Linked DNA regions of Oryctolagus cuniculus: region 1 is linked to region 2. The links are chromatin contacts, called in public Micro-C maps. All regions are on one chromosome and are shown on one strand. Each heading gives the region's core, a stretch centred on a gene start, on an enhancer-like site or on the middle of the called end of the contact. The rest is flanking DNA. Distances are from core to core; before and after follow the strand shown. Region 1 overlaps RASSF3 (Ras association domain family member 3). Region 2 holds the start of RASSF3 (Ras association domain family member 3).

What was found. Hi-C and Micro-C count contacts between places; a contact is called where the count stands out from the background.
Region 1: a contact with region 2 is called in a Micro-C map of ear pinna, with 13 times the contacts expected there. The contact joins the enhancer-like site here to the promoter of RASSF3 in region 2. A contact is called at or near these places in 3 of 6 Hi-C or Micro-C datasets (ear pinna, embryonic fibroblasts and an unstated tissue).

The regions. Positions count from the first base shown.
Region 1 is chr11:66,844,557-66,847,820 of mOryCun1.1, reverse strand. It overlaps RASSF3 (Ras association domain family member 3), which reads right to left. Exons shown (of 5, transcript XM_051845645.2): 5 at 283-2,817. The coding sequence ends at 2,668. Among named protein-coding and RNA genes, the nearest start is that of GNS, 60 kb to the left of the region's middle. Within about 2 kb of position 1,725, at least 1 of the 8 cell types and tissues checked has an H3K27ac peak or open chromatin away from gene starts, as enhancers often do.
Region 2 is chr11:66,775,179-66,778,177 of mOryCun1.1, reverse strand. It overlaps RASSF3 (Ras association domain family member 3), which reads right to left and starts at 1,574. Exons shown (of 5, transcript XM_051845645.2): 1 at 1,308-1,574. The coding sequence starts at 1,418.

The DNA.
Region 1 (3,264 bases), core at 476-2,975, 69 kb before region 2:
GACACTGTTGCTATGCTTTAACATGTTGTTGGATTTATGTATATTTCACAATGAAAACAACTGTTGCAAGTAAACTAGGAGTGGGCTATGTGGGCTGTTACTTTTCTACAGAGAATAAGGCGAAGGAAAAAGGGCCTTTCGAAGAACCATGTGCCCCACCCAGCCCTGTAAAAGTGACTGCACGCAGGCACCACCCCATATTCTACAAAAGCCGCTTGTCCCATTCCTGGGACCTTTTTTGTGTCTAGCATAGTCTCATAAATAAAGACACACAAGCAAGCATCAACTAACAACTTCAATTTTTAATAATGGAAACAATTTTGCCATTCCAGAAATAATTTTAGGGGAGAAAAATCTTCCCTATAAAAATAAACTCATCAAAATTATAAATATTATAACTTTTTTACTTCTGCGATTTCAATGCTGCCCTGCAACACCGCCCCTGCGTGTAACATCTTCCCTGTACCATCACCTACTGAAGAGAAACAGCATCAGGCAAAGCTTGGAAACGCTAATGATGATCACACAATGATTTGTAACAAGTCTTCGGCGGTAGGGGCCGTTTTCCTTCTTTGACACATTACAAATGCTGCTGCAGTTTCCAGTGTTGGGAGAGAACATCAGTCTTCAAGAACCACGACCTGGCAGGATTCCAAGACAGTTAAGTTTTCCAAATCGCAACTTGTAGTGCACATGACAGTGAGCGAGGTTCCGGATAAATACAGATTGAGGATGCCTGTTTTAGACAAATCTCTACTTCAAGTAAAAAAAAAAAAAAAATTCACAGATACCCATCAGCTACTACCTTAAGTTCTAACAGTGTCTTAATCTGAGAAACAAATGCTTCACCAAATATAAACTCACTGGGTTGAGTAATTAAAAGACCAGGTGGCTGACGACAGCATACTCAAGCCTCAAGGTCTGAACAGTAAAACCAGTACACAACTCACAAAGGCAGTCCCTGAACAATAAAGTGTCAGATGACAATGTCACTAAAGCCTCATCAATGCACTAAGAAGTTACATGCAAAATTAAACAAGAGGTGCCATACATATTTTATAGCTAGTTCTACTTCTATTTTTTTTCCAACTTTCCTGAAAAGCTTATGAAGATAACGATTGTCTCAGTAACTCAGGTGCCACAGCAGAACCAATGTGGAATCTGCCTCCAGCAACAAGGGGATTCTCTGAAAAGCAGGGAGACAGAAATACAAGGCACAGTTCACCGAAGAGGCAAAGAACTGAAGCACCTTGGAATTTCAATAGGAATCCATTAGGTGTCACCAAAGTGTTAACAATTCCTTGGGAATTTATAAAACAAGACAAAAAAAAACTCTAGATAAAGCTACGACATAAGGCCCCTCTGAAACCACAGCACGTCCTTCCCCGCTTGCAGATACACGCTGCTGCGTAAAATGAGGTCACGCCGCCTGTTTTAAGGAAGGCTTCTATTGCACAAGCATCTCTTTGGTTGGAAGGAACGGGCGCCTTCGTTACATTACAGCCGGACAAACGCCTGCGGTGAGGTCAGCGGGGGCGGGGGCCTTTTCTCCCTCCTTGCGTAGAACAGAGAAGGCTGGGGTGGCCCTCGCTCTTCAATCAATCAGGAGGAGAGAGAAGAGAAGGAGAGGCAGGATGGAGGAAGGGGGTGGGGCCGGGAAGGCAAGAGAAAAGGCAGGACAGGGGACAAGGACTGGGCGGGGGAGAGGGGTTGAAGAAAATGGGCAGGGAGTGATTGTCACCCAAGTTTGCTCAGGGCCCTTTGCTCCCAGCTGACGGTCAAGGGGAAACCAGCTGCCCTTACTTTGGAAACAACTTTTGGCGGGGAAAACAGGAGGCAGTAAAGGGCCGAGGCCCGAACCAGTCAGACCTTCCACTCCCCAGAGCGCAGCCCTGGCTGGGCGAGGCCCCGCTATGTCCAGGCCGCATCCTGCGCTCAGCTCACAGCTCCTGGCTCCCTCCTTTGGCTTAGATCCTACCTCTTTGGCTCTGTTCCCACATTGAACCCACAAGGCAATCAAGCAATCCTAAAACGGGCTGAGTATCTCCACACTGAATGCCTTTCACTCTGTAAGCCTCTACCACCAACTCTGCAGCCCAGCGTGTCCCGGGCCTTCCGCGTCTCTGCCTCCACACGTGCCTTCTTCCAAACTTGCTCTGAACGTTCTTCGTCGAACTCCTCCACGGATGTCTAGGCGTTCCTAGACTCCCGTGCCTTCGAATTCACATGGATCGTTTCCTCTCGACACTTACAAAACCAGACATGGACAGGTAGTTTCAACACAGAACGAGCATTCTGAGAGATTCCTCGTTAAGCTTTGAAAAAGCCATCTGCACATCCTGAAGCTTAACATCATCCTCACAGAACTACAACAACCTAAAAGAAGATAAGAACACAAAAACCCAGAGTTCATGCTTCCAAGCACTGTAGGCGCTCCTGCCAAGGCTGCCTGCGGGCCCCCGCTCGCTGCCATGGAACAAGCTAGCAGAGTCCCTTACACAGTGGCTAAAGGTGCAGGAGGCTGCGTGACCAGGTCGTAGGAACTAGATCTAGAGAGAAAAGGGGGAAGACCCTAGCGTCCCAGGGCGAGCACACAGCCCTCTGCAAAGCGAGGCACTTGGGTGCGTGGGTCCCGCCGCGTGCCTTCCTGGCAGGGAGCCGGCCGCTCTACCCGGGCTTCCAGCCCTCGCCCAGGGCCTCTTCCAGCTTGTGTCTGTAGGCAGAGTAGCGCCGCCTCAGGCTCTGCAGCTGCTCGTCTTCTTCTTTGTCCAGCATGCGCAAGAAGTTCTGCAGCTCTGGAAGGCTGAAGGCTTCCCACTGTGAAACAACACACACACAAAATCCTGCCAGGTACTGAACTCGGAGTCAGGACTCAAGCAAGGGGCTGCTGATGCTGTAACACAGCGGGTAAAGCCGCCGCCTGCACTGCCAGCATCCCATATGGGCGCCGGCTGGAATCCCGACTGCTCCACTTCTGATCCAGCTCCCTGAGGGTGGCCTGGGAAAGCAGCAGATGATGGCCCAGGTGTTTGGGCCCCTGCACCCACGTGGGAGACCAGGATGAAGCTTCTGGCTCCTGGCTTCAGCCTGGCCCAGCCCTGGTGTTGAAGTCATCTGGGGAGTGAACCAGTGGATAGAAGTTCTAACTCTGATTTTCAAATAAATAAATAAATATTTAAAAACAAATAAATAAATTAAAAAATAATTTTTGTAAAGTGAGAAACATGGAACAGAAGAGCAAAATATTACATTAGAATATTGTGA
Region 2 (2,999 bases), core at 325-2,824:
CCAAGCAGTCGCAAGGAGATGGGAGCGCGCGCGGAGGGGGGGGGGGGTTACTTCTGACTTCCAAACTCGTGTCAGTAGCACGCGCCCTAGTGAAAAGAGGTCACTCAGCGTCCAGGGAGGAACAATAGACGCGGGACAGGCGACAAGGGCGCCCCGGGATTAAGTGTCGCCGCTGAATGAGGGCACTCAGGGCACTCGGCTGCACGCTGGCCCTCCCCCGAGCCCCTCTCTCCTCCCCTCCGGCTTCGGATCTGGCATTTAAGCCGCCGCAAAGACTAGAACTTCCCGATCTTGGAAGGAAATCTGACCTCACAAAGTCGTTAAATAAACTTTTAAAAGTCTGGCCAGGACTACCCCCCCCATCCCCTCGCCCTACTCCACCCCCACCAACACACACACACACACACACACACACACACACACACACACACACACACACACACACACACACACACACCTACCTCATCCTCGGGCCCCTGAGCAATTTTTCCTGCTTCTACCCAGTCGACCAAGAGCAGCAAAGGCGGATCGGAGCGCCACACTGGCCAGGTCCCGCCGAAGCGCCCCGCTGCGGGAAGGCCTCCCGCGCACACGGCGGCCAAACTGGCACAAGTTCCCCTCCCCTCGCTTCCCAAGTCAGGCTTCCCACGGCGCGCTTCCTCCAAAAAAGGAAGAAACCGGCCAAAAGCTTCGCCGTGCCCTCGACGATTTACCTAGCGCCACAGTTTGTTTGCCAAACAGTCGAGACACCTATAAACTTGACTTTACAGGAAACGCACACCCTCCAATCCCGCAACCGACAGCGGGCCGGCGCCCTCAGGCCCTGGCCCCCTCCCCCACCAGCGTGCCCCGACCCGGAGGAGGCGGGGGCCAGGTCACCGCGGCCACCTCAGGCGACCACAAGGTTCTCCCAAGCCACCCGGGGGGGGAGGGCACAGGCCACGGGGCGGACCATCAGGGAGCCTCTGCGAGGGGACCGGACCGCTGACCCGGCCGGGGCGCGAAGGGGGACCCCTCCCGGCTCTCGGAACCCCAGGCGGGGCCATCTGGCGCGGAAGGCGGCGGCAGCAGCAGCCGGCCCTCGGCCTCGCCCGCTTCCTTATCCTGCCCCGGCCTCGGGCGACCCACGCCCACAGGCAGCACAGGCTCCCAGCATGACCCCGAGACCCTCGCCCCCCCCAAAGCAGGGGCCGCGTCTTCGCCACCCCCCCTCCTTCCCGGCGAGCATCCGCCGCGCGCCCCGCCGGAGACACGTGGAGTAGGAGCTGGGGGCGCCGTCTGCAGCGCCCGCCGCGCAAGCCACTCACTTGCTGGCCCGCGCGGGGCTTGCCCTGCGGCGCTCTCCGGAAGAAGGAGGTCCTGGCGGTGAAGAAGAAGTCCTCGGCGTCCTCCTCCAGGCTGCTGTAGCCGCTGCTCATGCTGCTGGTCCCGGGGCGCAGGCGGCCACGCAGCGGGTGCCGCGCCCGCCCGCCCCGCGAGGTTCCCGGCGCGCGGCCCCGAGCCGCCGGCGGGCCGTCCTGCTGCAGCTGCGGCCGCCGCTCCACCAGCCAGCCAGCCGTCCGGGCCCCTCCCGCCGCCGCCTGCCCGCCCGGCTCCCGGCGCGGCCCCGCCTCCTGAGGCCCCGCCCTGCCGGGGGCTGTCCCGGCCGGGCCCCGCCCCGCGCGGCCGCAGGTGGGAGGGGCCCGGCCCGCCACCTCCGGGCGCGTGGAACCCGGAAAGCCCCCTTCGGAGCTGGGCTGCGGGGCGCCACCCCGGCCTCCCGGAAACCGCAGAGGCCTCCGCCCGCCCTCCTCTCGGCTCGCGGCAGTTTCGGGGTGGGGGGCAGAGCAGGGGGCTTTCTCCGCGGTCCGGGGTCCTGCTGCGGGGCCGCGGGGTGGAAGGGTTGCCCGGCCTAGGGGAGGAACCCGATCCTCGCGGACGCCCTGCAGCAGCCACAGCGCCAGGCCCTCGACCCCGGCAGTGAGCGGACAAGGGACAGGAGGGGATGAAAACGTGCTTTCTGGGCACTCCCCAGCTTTTGGGTCTCACCATGACCCCCTTCTCTCTAGCAAGGGCCATTCCCACAGGACGACGGCCGAGATCGCCATGAGCTTAGAGCCCGCTGGGTGCCCAGGGGACTGGACTAGTTCCATAGTAAGCACTCGAGTTCCTTTAGTTAAACGTGCTTTGTAAATGTCCCCTTCCTCGGAAGGCCTGGTTTAAATGGTGGGGGTAAAGTGATCAGGGAGTTTTGTTCGCCAAGCACGAAAAGAAAAAAGTTTCCATAGTTTATAAAGTCCTTCCCCTCAGCTAATCCACTTTTTAAATGCAAGGGTTTTTGGTGTTTTTTTTTTTTTTCCTCAGGCTGCCAGAGCACCACCAGTCTTTTGCACTTTGGTGTTTCTGAAGCTGCAGCACTGCTGTACTAAGCAGAGCTTGCCTAAGGAGGGGAAGAGAGGGGCTAAACAGGACAAAGCGTTCTCCCTTTATAGCCAGACCTTCTCGCAGGATCTCCTTTCTTCGACCAAACTACTCCGTAAGGTGCTTAGTGCTGTTGTAGCATCGCCCTTGAGGCTTGGAGAGAGGAGGGTGGGGAGCTGGTGGCACTGCTGGGACCGCTCTGGGTGGGCTGCTCTGTTCACATATCCTCCTGGGCTCTCAGCCAGGTCTCTGCAGAGCACTGGGAGGCACAGTGGGACCCGAGGAGACACGGAGAATGGCGCATGTGCCATCCTATACCCAGGCAGAAAGAAGCCTTGCCGAAGTCTCTCGCTTCAGGCTTAGGCGTCCAGCTTGCAAAATGATTCGCAACTCCAGAAGGTGGACTTAGACCACAGCCTATTGTAAACATTTTGCAGCTTTAAAGGCCACCAGCCAGCTACCGAATGATTAGAAACCAGCAATTCTAACCGCGGGGTGCTTTGCCCTGTGTGTGCTGTACACGTAACCCAGTGTAAGGGGATGGGATGATTTGCTTACTGCAAAGAGTGTTTTCAATTTGATTTCCATTATTTCATGAT